Regions from separate parts of the Mus musculus genome. Here regions 2 and 3 are each linked to region 1. Evidence: chromatin contacts called from public Hi-C and HiChIP or PLAC-seq data. All regions are on one chromosome and are shown on one strand. Each heading gives the region's core, a stretch centred on a gene start, on an enhancer-like site or on the middle of the called end of the contact. The rest is flanking DNA. Distances are from core to core; before and after follow the strand shown. Region 1 has its middle 59 kb from the start of Gm34474. Region 2 overlaps Tnks (tankyrase, TRF1-interacting ankyrin-related ADP-ribose polymerase). Region 3 overlaps Tnks (tankyrase, TRF1-interacting ankyrin-related ADP-ribose polymerase).

Region 1 (4,478 bases), core at 758-3,257:
AGAAACTTTCAAACACTGTCGGAGGAGGTAGAAGACTCTGAGCTGGCTCAGTTGTGCCCGAGATTTATAAAACAAACTGTCAGGACTTAGCTCTACTTGATTTGGGCTGCAGAGGGGGAGCAGGGTTCAGGAACTTCAGTAAACTATAACCCCAAAGAAGAAGAGCAGTTGTCACAGCACATTCGAGTGGCTCCTGGATCTCCACTGTGGGTCTCACAGGTAAACCTCTCCTTCCTGTACCCACTGTCAAGGAATACAAGATAGGGTGTGTCTTAGTTAGGGTTTTACTGCTGTGAACAGACACCATGACCAAGGCAAGTCTTAGAAGGACAACATTTAATAGGGGCTGGCTTACAGGTTCAGGGGTTCAGTCCATTGTCACCAGGCCAGGAGCATGTCAGCATCCAGGCAGGCGTGGTGCAAGAAGAGCTGAGAGTTCCACATCTTTATCTGAAGGCCGCTAGCAGAATACTGACCTCCAGGCAGTTAGGACGAAGGTATTAAAGCCCACTCCCACAGTGACACACCTACTCCAACAAGGCTACACCTCCTAATAGTGCTACTTCTTGGGCCAAACATACAAACCCTCACAGGGTGTGTCCCTACATTTTTCAGGACCTTAATGCAACAAAAGTTGCCTTCCTGTAACAGCTGGAAAGAAACAATAGCAGATCTCCATTGTAGTCCAGACTCCTTAAAGGACCAGCTGCAGTGCAGCTAGAGTTACAAGCAGTAGTGAGCTGTTCAGTATGGATTCAGGGAACCAAACCCAGATGCTTTGGACGAGCAGCAAACATCCTTAACTGCTGAGCCATCTCTCCAGGCGCCCTCGCTTTTTTAACGGCAGCCAGTCTCATGTAGCCCAGGCTAACCCCTAACTCATTACATGGCTGAGGGTGATCTTAAACGTCTGACCCTCCTCCCTCTAGCTCCTGGTATCAACATTAGTCTTTTCTCCGGAAGAGTATCGCTATTGTACAAACCCAGGCAATACAAAAACCGCAACATTCCGTGAGAGCTAGAGCCCAAGGTAAGGGTGGCGCGCTCCAGAAGGGGCGTGGGTGTTTGCCTATGGAGCAGCCTGCACTGGCCACTCCCCCAGCAAATCCCAGCCAGGCCGCCGGTTCTCTCTGAGCCCGGCTCCAAGGCAGTGCTGGTGAGCAGCTTGTCATGATGGGAACATGTCTCATTCCTTTCTGTCACGGTCAGATGCTCAACAGTTTCCTGGGATTTGGAGCAAGTTGTTCACGTTCTTGACTGATTGCTCATCTGTTAGAAAGATTCAGGGGAGGGCCCCAAGATTGCTGGCAAAGACTGACCCTAGAGGAGGAAGCAAAAGTCATGGCTATCCAACTGCCCAGAGTAGTAGCTCTCAGCCTTCGTAATGCTGCAACCCTTTAATACAATTCCTCATGTTGTGGTGACATCCCATCCCCACCCCGCCTATGACATTATTTCTGTCGCTACTTCGTAACTGTAATTTTTCTTCTGTTATGAATCATAATGTAATGTCTAATATCCAGGATATCTGATATTCAAGGCCTGTGAAAGATGATTGGATGGCCAAGGGGGTCGTATCCTTTCTGAGGCTAACGGGAGGGGGTGGGGATGAGAGGGAGGGGCTAGGAAGAGAGGTGGGAGGGGAAGCTTCGATCTAAATGTTAATCAATAACTTAATCAATTTTAAAAAGAAAAAGAAAAGAAAAGGCCGTTCTATTGATGAGCACTGTGCTCTGTGGTCACCACAATCTGGACACATCTTGTTGGTTGGATCCCTAGTTGGCAAGGTCATGTGCAGGGTAAATTCAGACACACGTCTTTTCCAGAGTGAGCACCGGGGTGGGGGCGGAGGGTCCTGGGAAGACAGAGAGTTCTTCGGCTACCTACATTCTTTAAAAATCTACTAGTTTTGCCCAATGATTTGGTCAGCCTTGACCAAAGAAGCATTTTTTAAGGGAAATTTCACTCCTACATCCACTTCCAAAGTAATGTTCCTGCTGTCCACCAGGGGGCGATTGAAACGCGGCCCCGAAATCAGAACCAGGAGGCGCTGTGAGTCTGAAGGGAAAGCAGCAGCAGGAAATAGGTGGCTTTACGCAGTGATTCTTGTAACAAAACTCACCAACCAACCCTCTTAACTTTTCTAGGATTCTCTGGTTAGGTTTCCACTCTGGTGCTGTAGGGGTAGATGTTACTGCTCCCCGACGTGATCCAGAAAGGCCAAACTCTCTCTCTCTCTCTCTCTCTCTCTCTCTCTCTCTCTCTCTCTCTCTCTCTCTCTCTCTCTCTCTCTCTCTCTCTCTCTCTCTCTCTCTCTCTCTCTCTCTCTCCTCTACCGCACAGAGTGTTTCCACCCTGCTACCGAATTGCCTCGATATTCGGTGGATTATGGCATCAATCTGAGCCGTGCACAAGGTCAAAGAACTTGGTGGCTTCTTGCTCGAAGTATGGGCAGGTACAGCATTCATTTCACAAGCAAGCAGCCACTGTCTTACAGGGCTCATGCAGCCAAACCGTGCCTTTTTCTTGAGTAGGACCAGCCCTCAGACACTGCTCTGCCCGGTCGCCATCTTCTCGTCACTGTGTGTCACTAAGAAATGGGTCATCTTTGCTGTTAGAGTAATTTTGTTTCTGGTTGAAAAAATTGTAGCATGCATATGTTTCCAAGGCTGGGACATAGTCAGTGAAGAGGAAGACCAGGAGAAAGCGCAGACTAGAGCAGCAGTTTTATCTGACCCTGCTTGGTTCAGGCTACTGAATTGAGTGAGGCTCTGCATCCGTAGGCTCTGCATTCTAAATTAGAATGATCTGGTCCTTTGGAAGTTCCTAGGATTTGAGAGGTGACTTAGTAACCATCTCTGACCTCTCTGGGGGCTGGCTCACTGGTACCCAGCTTCCAAATCCTAACAGTGAGGTAGAAGCAAGCTCAAGACTTACTTTACTCTGCCTGTCGACTTCCCAGTTGGTATAAGCCAGGCATTCCGACAGAAACCCATCACTCCTCGTGGTTTGTCTGTGGAGCTAGGTAAGTAGGCTTTTGTGAGCTGGCCTTGGGAGCTTGCCCATTATGTGTAATTTCAGAGCTGTGGGATACGAAGCTCACATTCTAAATGACTGCCTCACTGGCTTTTAGAATTTTCCTGAAATGAGTATATTGCTGATTGTGAACAACCTGGGTCGTTTTTTGGTTTTGTTTTGTTTTCTGTAAATGACCAGAAATGGGCTGAGAGAGAGTTGGGGGTAAATCAGAATATTTCTGAACGGCAGAATCCATCTCTTTGTGAAGAAGGCTGACATGCCTCGGGAAGGGAAGCGGGGTCATGCTGGTTCTTAAATGATTAGTCAAAGGGAACTGTGAGGCGTGCCTCTCACCCTTCATCCTGGCTCTGCGTGTAAATGTCTGTGTCTTAGAGGAGAGGCAGAAGCCGAGGAGAATGTACTGAAAGCTGAGACGCACTGGAAATGCCTTCCGCGGTGAAGATCAGGCTGTCCCAGGAAGATCAATTCTGCAGAACAAAACTCAGTGATGGCTTTGGCTTGGACATGCAGGCTGCGCATCTCCCACATACTGCCTCCATGAGCTGAGGCAAGGTGGAGGATAGGGGCCATTCTTCAGTCACCAGAGATGATGTGAAACACAGGGTAACACATGGCACACCACATCGATCTGACAGGATGTGTTGCTGTGACCATATGCTCGCCCACAAACTTGGGCAGACAAGAAAACATCTTTACATTTAAGAAGCACAGTTTAAAATAAAATTTTAAAAAAAATGTGTGTTTGTATAAACACTGCAAGTTCCTGCTAGAAGCTGGCAATGTTGGGTTTCTTAGGAAGTGAAAGAAAACTGCCTTTAGCATGCAGGCTGGGCACTGACAGCCTCCATCTATCAGAAGACATTTTATCCCTGGCATTCTCTCATCTCAGTGGTTGAGCCCTCTCCGTTATCCTTTTCTCCCGGCTTTTTGGCTATTTGTTCTTCAGAATTCTGGCAGATCTTGGCTGCCGGCGCTCTATCACTAGACACAGAGACTGAGACATGATGACTTACAAAGAAGAGAGGTGCCGTCATGCTAATGGTTCTACAAGCTGGGAAGCCCAATCCCACGATGCCCACAATTGGTTGGCTCCTGGCAAGGACCTCATTTTGCTCCAAATCATGGTACCGACTAGGACAAGCAGAAGTGATTATTAGAAGTGAAGCACCCAGCAACCCTGACTTTTGATGAACTCACAGTGAGGTAGCTGAGCCTGTGAGCAATGACGCACTCACTCCCATCACCCAGAGAAAGGTATCAGACTCTTTGCAAGGCCTCTGTCTCTTACCACCACTTCCCAGCAGGCTTGAGTTTCCAGCATCCCCATACTGGGATCCAAGGGTCCACATGAGTTTTGATGGAGATCAACCACCCTCTCTGCTTGTGTTACTTGTGTCAATTTCTTAGACTGTTAACTCTCTTGAGTAGAGTTTCCTAAA
Region 2 (4,478 bases), core at 795-3,294, 240 kb after region 1:
GCTGGTTCACCTCGTGGGTGGATGGAGCAGGGTACTCAGACTGGTGCATGGTGTGAGCCTTACATTTCATATTTTAGACTATGATTGGCTGAAGACAACTGAAACCATGGAGACCTGCAGCTGGTGGGAGGATGACCGCAGAAGGTCTGCAGATCTTTCTGTGTCTTCCCAAGTATGGCTTGTTTTAATACTGCAAGTGTGAAATTGCCCCAGATCTAAGGGGAGAGGTGTGAATGCTAACCTTCAGACAGCTATCCATTGTAGCAAAGCCATGGTCTTGATGGCTTATGCATCACAGAAAGAATGGCTTTATAAACAATATGACTCAGTACTTAGTAATATGAAGATCACCTTCCAAATTTCAAAAGAGTGTATGGGCTTCAGTGTAGAACTTGAGAATTACTAGTAGTGGCTCAAAGCCACTACTGGATGTTTTAAAGTGCTCGCGTATGGGTGGGGTCAGAGGGTATCCAGAGTTGCTTGTCAGGAGTGTGCTTGAGCGCGTGAGAGTGCTTGTGCTTTTGGATTCCAGAGAGGCCCCATTGAGTGTTTTCCTCAGTCACTCTCCACTGCACGTTTTGAGGCAGAGCCTCTCACTGAGCCTTTTCCTCAGTTACTCTCCACTGCACGTTTTGAGGCAGAGCCTCTCACTGAGCCCGGGATACTCTGATTTGGCTAGACTATGGCCAGCTAGTCCCAGGGATCTTTCTGTTCCACTTCCCTAGCTCTGTGTGACAGATGGATGCTGAGGATCAGAACCTGGCTCTTCATGCTTATGTAACAAGCATTTCACCAGCAGAGCCACCATTTCAGCCCTAAAACTCTTATGTAAGATGTAAGTTTCCCTCATCTAAATAAAATGCGTGAGACCTAAGTGCTTTGGCGTTCAGACCCACCCCACCTGAGGAGTTGGAATATTTGCATATATATAGCATGAGATGTTTTGAGGTTGGAATCCAGGCCTCAATGCGAGATTTATTTGTGTTTCACATATACCATGGTAAGCATACAGTCTACCAAATGAGCTACATTCTTAGCCCTCTCATTGGTTAAATCCCATGTATGTTAATGAGAGTTCTAAAATGGAAGAGTATTAGTTTAAATTTGGTTGCTTAGTGTATATTTCGCTAAAGAATGAAAATTTTTATTGCTTAGGGAAAAAAAAAACAAGCAGTGGCCAATGAGCTGGCTCAGTGGGTAAAGACACATGTCACCAGGCCTCAGGACCTGAATTTAATCCCTGGGATCAACATGTAGAAGTGATTGTCCTCTTACTTCTACATTGTGTCCCCACCCCCAGTAAATGTAGAAAAAAGTGATTCAGTATACACTTAAGTGTTCCCCTATCATGGTGTCAGAGGTGGCTATGTAGGTGCTCAGAGGATTCACTTTCCTCACCTTGAATTTCAGGTTTTTGACTAAAGATGCCTAACCTGTTCACTGTTTAAATATCAGATGGGTAGTAGCACTCCCGTGGTCTCTGGGGCTCTGCTCTTACACAGCAGTGGTTTAGTTGGCATTAGACACTTCCCAAATGCCATATCCATATTTTATCTACTGCCCACTCACTTATAGGAGGGTCTGAATCTTAAGGAGTCTCTGTAGTTTTTATGAAATACCTTTGTTACATGAATTTCAGTGATTGGGTTTTTAGTTCTAGAAATTTGATGGAGGATCATAATACAGGATAGAGTTCTTTTTTGTAGCATGGCTGCAAGAGCTGGCGTTGCACGCATTACTGTGTCTGTTAAACTTCTGGAAACAAGCCAGTGTGTCTATGGTGAGTTTCATATGTGAGCACTGAGCCACTAAAAGCCTTGCACAGGGTTACAACTCTTCTGAGAGAGGACGTGTTGGAGATTCAGCAGCGAAGCAGCAGCAGCAGCAGCAGCAGCAACAAGCAGTCACAGTGGTAGTAAAGGCAGGGCAGCTTCAGCTAGCACAGCTCACAGAGCGAGGCAGGGAACACGCACACAGCTCCCATACTGCTTCCTTGGGAGGCAAAGCAGGACCGTCCGGGGCAAGCTTCTAGTTTCATGGTTATGATGTCAAGTCATGTGATAATACTGTACCATAAGTTGCCAACTTTGCTTTACTCTAGAGAAGATCCTTTGCTGCAGTGCTTTTGTTCCCCTTTTTCTTTCATTTTTCTTTTCTTGAAAGAGAAAAAATTGTGCAATGTATGTTTATGCCTACACCATGCCGAGGCGACACTTAGCAGTAAATAATCTCTGTATCCCCGAGGTAAGATACTGTTTGTGCTTTCCCTGCACAGTGCTGCTGCAGCACGGAGCCGATCCAAACATCCGGAACACCGATGGGAAATCAGCTCTGGACCTGGCAGATCCTTCAGCAAAAGCTGTCCTCACAGGTAAGGAGCCAGCGCTAGGAGGCTGATTTTATAAGATTTTCATGCACTGAATATTTTTCCACTAATGAAGCTAAGAAAATACTAAAAATCTTATTGATTGGATGTGCATCTTATTAATTGTGTTGAGATATATACCTATATATGTATATATCATATAGATTGATATATCTTAATTTTACTGCTTATAGCACTGAGAATTACAGCATTACATCATAGTGTTTCTCATATTTTGTCAGTTTTATGGCTTACATCACAGTTTTCCTCTACCTCCTCTTCTCGGCTGGTTTTTTAAAGCCCTTCACTGTTGAGCAGACAAGGGCATTTGTGTTACTGTAAAAGTAGTTTTCATTGGGAAGACAACCTGCTGCCTTATCCCTGGGGTCAACAGCTACACTTGGGTGCTCTCCTCACCCACTTTTATATATTTCATTATATCTTTGTACTTTTTACCCTGATAGCCAAGTTTTTTAGATTGGGGTAATATATTGTCTTTCTACTTCTGTAATGCAGATTTGGGGCTTATTAATTTTATAAAAGTAAATGCCAAGAACCATCACAGAGGAGACCCTGAGGGTAGAGAGCACCCTTCGTCATGGTCGGCAAGATTATGTTTAACGGCTAGATTTTGAGCTGCTGTTCTCATTGATCTTCGTTCTCAGTGCTGCATTGGCTCTGTTTGGTTTTGTTCTCAGCATACCGGTCCTGCTGCCTTTGCCCTCCTTTACTCTGTGATGTGGAGCCTCCTAGTCACTGCACTGCTAACAGTGCTGTTATAGATTGTGTAGAAGAGAGCTTTAACTGTGTTTAAGTTATCAATCTGCTGTGCACTCTTAATAGAGATTGTGAAGTGAATAGAAGGCATTTATGTACAGAAAGCTTTAAAAATATATGGAATTTTGCTTAATTACTCTACGTGGAACGACAACTTCCCACTGTGCTAAAATTAATATAATCACTGCTAAATCAGAGTAATCTGATATTTCTCAATTAATTAAAGATGAAATGAGTTGCTACATGAGGAGAGCATATACCAGAGGAATAAAGCTTTTTAAATCAGTGGAGATAAAGTTACTGCACAGTTTTAAATGATGAAATCGGGCCTACCTGATTTGTCTCTGACCTGCCTGGTCCTGAAACCTTCAGTCTCTTATTAAACAGTCATGTGCAACAGAATAGCAGCCTTCCGTGGTCTCTGGCCGGAGGAGAAAGACAGTATAGAAACAGCTCCTCTCATAGCTGCTATAGTATGTGCCAAGGGCTAAGCAAGACTGTATTTCTGAGTGTCCTCCCCCTGACCTTTCCTCTTCTCCGGCTCTCTGCCTGCCTGTCTATTTGTTAGGTGCATTTAATGCGTCATTGCCTGTAGGACTGTTTGAAAGACATAGGTTTAGATATAAGCCACTAACCGTAAGAAGCTGTCTCCTAATTTTCACTGCAGGTCAGAGAAGATCATTTTAGGGTACAGCTTTGGCATGCTTGCTTGAAGAGGCTGGAGTATGGTGGAGGACAGATAGCATATTTGATTTGAACACTGTCTAGCATTGCACTCTGCTTAGATGGAAAGATTCTAGTTTTCTGTATTTTGCTACTAATATTTAACTGCTGCTTGCACTGTTTTTTCTAAAAATATTTTTGAGGCAACTTTTCTTTCAGTTGTGGTTTAAGGAAAAAAGTTTAGAATAATAGTTCCCTTGGAAATATAAACTGTCCTCCTACTGCACATTCATTCTATGACATACATTAAGCAAACACTCAGGTGAGCTGTTTCAGAGTGGTTTTCTGCCCGTATGTGCTTGTTACTGAGGAATTCTTTCTGATGCAGTTACGATGGAAATATTATTTCTCAAACTACATTTTAGAAAATTAAGCATTGGTTTTACAAAGGGAAGAAGGCTCAGCGCGACCCACTCTTGTCTAGTAAATGCAAAGCTCACGTTCAGTCCTCCTCACACTGTCCTGAAGGGGAGGGAGGCTCTTGAAGGGGCGTCTTAGAGGTGTTAGGCTCACTCCAAGTCTCATTCTTACTCCAGAGGAGTTGCAGTGCTATTATATAACTTGAGAGTGATTTTCTTTCTTTAATTTCTCTGTGGATATTTAGGTGCTGAAG
Region 3 (4,478 bases), core at 1,425-3,924, 210 kb after region 1:
TTGTTTTCGGAGGTGAGGTGCTTGTGTCATGCACACGTGTGGAGGTCGGAAGACAACTTGTCGGAGTTAGTGTTCTCCTTCTGCCACAAGACTTTGGTGACAAGAGTTTTTACTCACTGAGCCATCTTGCAGGCTCAGTGTTGTAATAAAGCAAACAAATACTATATTTGTTTTAATTTACATTTCTAGTGAGTCATTGGTTGTGATTAATCCTTTTTTTCCCTGCCCTTGGCCATTTGGTTGTGGAATTTTTTTTGGTCTGTGCATTTTTGTAGTCACTCTAAATAGCTATTGTTCTGTTTTTATTTAATCTATCAATTCCCTAGATTTACTGCCTTTAAAGCTTTTTTTTTGTCTCCTTTTCCCCTGAGGTGATGTGTCTACCGACACTCTTTCTTCATTTTATGTTAGTCTTTCTAGAGTTTGCTTTGCTGTGCACTGAGAGGTATAGATTTAAAGAACTATTCTAAAAATGGTTCAGTTGCTTAGAATTAAGATAAAATAAAGCTTGAGGGTTTTTAAAAATTGTATTAGTGTTTTTGTGTGTTTTTTCTCTGGGCTTCTAATTATGATTTATTCATTGGGTTGCATTTAGTGTTTTCTTTCTCCACTGTCTGTAGCTCTCTGAGATAAAGGAGGGTGGACTGAAAACTACTGACAGATTCCAAGTGGTGGCAGTTTTCTGCCTTCTGATGCATTGGTGTGTGTGTGTGTGTGCCACTGTTTCTATTCTCCACTTAGTTTTCGTTTTCTTGTTGTTCTGCATTTTCTTTCTGAAGGACTTAGGAAGTTTTTAGTAGTTGACGTTAGACTGCTTCTGTAGTGTCTGTCTGTCCTCACTGCAACCTGTGAGCTCCCGAAGTCTGGAAGTTAGAACTTCCGTCAGCTGTGAGAAGTGTCATTTTTGCAGAGCTTCTTCTCTTCCTACCCTCATTACTCTGGTATCTTACTGAATGCTTGCCTTTTGTACCTGTTTCAGAGCCTCCTGGAAGAGTTCTTAAGGAGCTTGGGCTGAGGAGTGAAGTATGCATTCTAGGTTGTGGAAAATGGCGATAGATGGGGCTAGGACAGAGAGCGAACGCCCCAGTGTGATTTCTTTTATCACCATTTTCCAAACTTTGCTTTTTAAAAATGCTGTCACCTTCGATGTAATTGTGCACTTGGCCCTCTGGTCCGATTGCAGTATTTCCCCTTGATATATCCCTCTACTTTTGGCTAGCGCTGCAGTGGGAAATCCTGTCTTCATATTCACAGCAGCAAAGGAGACACAGTGCTGGTGTTGAGTGTAGGCCTTCTCTGGTCCATCGCCTGCCTAGGCAGGATAATTACCTTCTGCTGTTGAGCTAATCTTTTTGCGTTGGAATTTAACCATCTTTTTTTCTTGGGACAGTTTATTTTTACTCCCTGTTTCTTACCTTTTTTGTTTCTGGTAGTTTCTCTGTTGGGTTTGGAGAAAGCACTCCTTTAGTTCTCTGTACTTTAGCATTCTCTCCCTCTCTCTACCTCTCTCCCTCTCTCTCCCCCTCTCCCTCCCCAAACCAGGTTCTATAAGATAGAATAATTTTCAGCTAGGGTCTGCTTTTGACAAATGAGAAATCAACAGGGAAATATACTCCTTTGTGACTTTTGATGAACCAATCAGAAGCTAGTTTATCTTCTAAGGATTAAAAGCTAATATAGTTACAATGAAAGCTAGAAGAGGAAGCAATAACGTTAAATATAAAATATTTGTCATTGGATGGTATATTACAGAGTAATCAGAAACTTCTAACTAGGTGTCTGTGCTTTGTTGTGTATTAGATGAGGTAAACCAGTTGGTACATAGAAGACAAGTAAGGTGGAGGTTCTTTCCGCAGTTCCCAGTACAGATGTTCACAACAGCATACACATTTCTTCCGTAAAATACAGTAAACCCAAATACCTAAAAACATGTCAGAAGAAGAAAGTGGACAGAATGAGAGTGAAGGCATGGTGGTGGAGCTGTCGTGAGATAAACAGCAGCTGCCTTCCACACATCAGCCAGGATGCACATGATTCAGAATGAACTTAGAGTTAGAAGTTCCTCCATGTCTGGACCCTCTGGAGTAGGCAGTGATGTTAGGGAGCCACTGAATACCCTGGGGAGAAAAGTGTTTAAAAGCTCTACAGTTATTGTTCAAAAGCTTCTGTGTTGCTAATTTTTGTGAACGTGACACAGGCATATCTGGGAGGAGAGGGACTCTAGGTTTAGGAGTTTTCTCCATCAGATTGGCTCGTGTGCAAGTCTGTGAGGCAATTTTTTGATTACTGATGGATGTGGGAGAACCCCAGCCCACTGTGGGTGGAGCCATTCCTGGGTAGTTGATGGTAATTCTTATAAGAAACAGGGCTGTTGGGCTGGTGAGATAGCTCAGTGGTTAAGAGCATCAACTTCCCAAGGTCCTGAGTCCAAATCCCAGCAACCACATGGTTGCTCACAACCATCCGTAATGAGAGCTGACTCCTTCTTCAGGAGTGTCTGAAGACAGCTACAGTGTACTTACATATAATAAATAAATAAATCTTTAAAAAAAAAAGAAAGAAAAAGAAACGGGGCTGAGCAAGCCATGCAAAGGGGACAGACACCAGTAAGGAGGGTTTCTTCTCCATGGGTCTTGGTTTCACTTCCTGTTTCCTGACTACTTCCCTTCATGTTGGACTGTGAAGTGGGAAGCCACACAAACCCTTTGATCCCCAAGCTGCCTTTGGTGGTGTTTGATCCCAGCAGTAGAGAGCCAATGAGGCCAGTCTTGTGGCTGGAATTACGTAAACAGTAGATCACTGATACCTTCCCTTCTAAGGTATCTCGTGGATCCTCTGTCACTAAAAGCCCGTTTATCTTTTATGTCAGTGTTCTTGACAATTTCAAGCTTACTTTACTCTTTGTCTTTTGGGTGTTCTTGGATCTTACAATACTTACAGAAAAATTAAAAAATGACATGTAATATGAACTTTGCTATTGTGATCCAGTGCTCGTTGCTTTGTTGGTAGTCAGGTTAGGAAGAAAATGCCTTCTTAGTCTGTTGTTTGCTACTGTTTATAAAATATTTCAGTTTATATTACACCAAACGCCTTTGGGTTTTCTTTTTTGATAACATTGTTCATGTTACCGTTAAGGTTTAAGGTTGTTTCTTGCAGATTTTAATTGTAGGCAAGCTTAAAATGTTAAATGTTAAGTGGAATGACTTTTCCTGGTTTTTTAGCTCAGACCTGGGGAATAAATACCCGTGGCCCTACATCTTGTACTGAAACACTTCAAAGGGCCTTAATTATAATACTTTAAAATCAGTTCTTTAAGAATGTTGCTAAGTGTATTTAGTTAGGCCTTGTACTTTGAATTTAGTTTTTCCTTAAAGTACATTTTTTGTTTTCTTTAAATATGTGAAATGACATTATTTACCAGCAAACATGTGCTGAAATTTACAAATCATCTTACACTCTACTTACATTCTACTGCTCCTGGACAGGGGTAGCTCAATTTTATATCAGAATAGTGAAACCAGAGAGAGCTGGCCATGTGTCCAGTCTGCTGTTCTGGCACAATAGTACTGAGCAGTGGTAGAGGTCCTACAGTCTCGGTTCTGTCCCTCCCTCCCTCGACCATCACAACCCAACCCTTCCCATTATGAGAAGCAAGGCTCCTGGGGAGTTTGAAGGCTTGTTGCTTTGTTCCTGTTGGGACAGAAAAGACAATGATGGATTAGGTGACATCAGTCAGGTCAGGCCACTGGCATTCTGCGAGCCCAGGTAAGGAGCTTGCATTTGAGGAAGGGTCTATCCTGTGGTCTCTCTATGCTAGCTGATGTCAACAGCAGGCATGCGAAGATGAGGCCCAGAGGACTAGTAAGGTCGTTGGATGAGTGTCTAGCTGTTGGCTTACGTCTTTCCCACTTGGACCCTCACAGACCAAGGTGCTCACCCAGAATTTGGGACCCAGCTGTCCTTGCCTTCTAACTCTGTGCCAGATCTTTATTGTTAGACAGGAGAGCAGGAGTGTCCTTAACTAGTTGCCTCTGATTTTGTTCTTGATTCTTTACTTTTTATTGTGATTTGTGTGTGTGTGTGTGTGTGTGTGTGTCTGTCTGTCTGTCTGTCTGTTAGTCTGTCTGTGTGTGTCTGTGTGTTCATACGGAGGGCAGAGGTCCATGCTGGGTGTTCTGCAGTCACCTTCCATCTTAGTTTTTGAGACTGGGTCTCTTTGTTGAGCCTGTAGCTCCAGGGATCCCTCTGTCCCACACCAAGTTCCCAGCTTTCTTCTTTTTTCCTAACGTGGGTATGGGAGATTCAGATTGAGATCCTTATGTCTGCATACCGAGCACTTGAACAGACCGGATCATTTTCCTAGCTCCTTAGTGTTTTTAAAAGAGGATCTCTTTATGTAGCATAGGCTGGCCTACAAACATTGCTCAGTCTCCCTCCAGCATTGTGGGATTAGAGGCATGTGCTGCCATATTTGGCTC

Evidence for each region. A called contact is a pair of places that touch in the nucleus more often than the background predicts. HiChIP or PLAC-seq counts read pairs in DNA pulled down with a chosen protein or histone mark.
Region 2: a Hi-C map of bone marrow-derived macrophages shows a contact between it and region 1, with 26 read pairs. The contact joins two enhancer-like sites. A contact is called at or near these places in 1 of 484 Hi-C or Micro-C datasets (bone marrow-derived macrophages), 5 of 115 datasets of contacts at active chromatin or transcription factors (bone marrow-derived dendritic cells, bone marrow-derived macrophages, embryonic stem cells and 1 more) and 3 of 9 other capture datasets (adipose tissue, liver and pancreatic islet).
Region 3: a contact with region 1 is called in an H3K4me3 HiChIP or PLAC-seq map of bone marrow-derived macrophages, with 3 times the contacts expected there. The contact joins two enhancer-like sites. A contact is called at or near these places in 7 of 484 Hi-C or Micro-C datasets (bone marrow-derived macrophages, cerebral cortex, embryonic somatosensory cortex and 3 more) and 5 of 115 datasets of contacts at active chromatin or transcription factors (acute myeloid leukemia, bone marrow-derived macrophages, embryonic stem cells and 2 more).

The regions. Positions count from the first base shown.
Region 1 is chr8:35,157,065-35,161,542 of GRCm38.p6, reverse strand. No RefSeq gene overlaps it. Among named protein-coding and RNA genes, the nearest start is that of Gm34474, 59 kb to the left of the region's middle. Within about 2 kb of position 2,007, at least 32 of the 459 cell types and tissues checked have an H3K27ac peak or open chromatin away from gene starts, as enhancers often do. A contact at or near this core is called in bone marrow-derived macrophages, where this site is marked.
Region 2 is chr8:34,916,272-34,920,749 of GRCm38.p6, reverse strand. It overlaps Tnks (tankyrase, TRF1-interacting ankyrin-related ADP-ribose polymerase), which reads left to right. Exons shown (of 27, transcript NM_175091.3): 3 at 2,276-2,371. Among named protein-coding and RNA genes, the nearest start is that of Tnks, 47 kb to the left of the region's middle. Within about 2 kb of position 2,044, at least 38 of the 459 cell types and tissues checked have an H3K27ac peak or open chromatin away from gene starts, as enhancers often do. A contact at or near this core is called in bone marrow-derived macrophages, where this site is marked.
Region 3 is chr8:34,943,492-34,947,969 of GRCm38.p6, reverse strand. All of the region lies in intron 1 of Tnks (tankyrase, TRF1-interacting ankyrin-related ADP-ribose polymerase), which reads left to right. Among named protein-coding and RNA genes, the nearest start is that of Tnks, 20 kb to the left of the region's middle. Within about 2 kb of position 2,674, at least 55 of the 459 cell types and tissues checked have an H3K27ac peak or open chromatin away from gene starts, as enhancers often do. A contact at or near this core is called in bone marrow-derived macrophages, where this site is marked.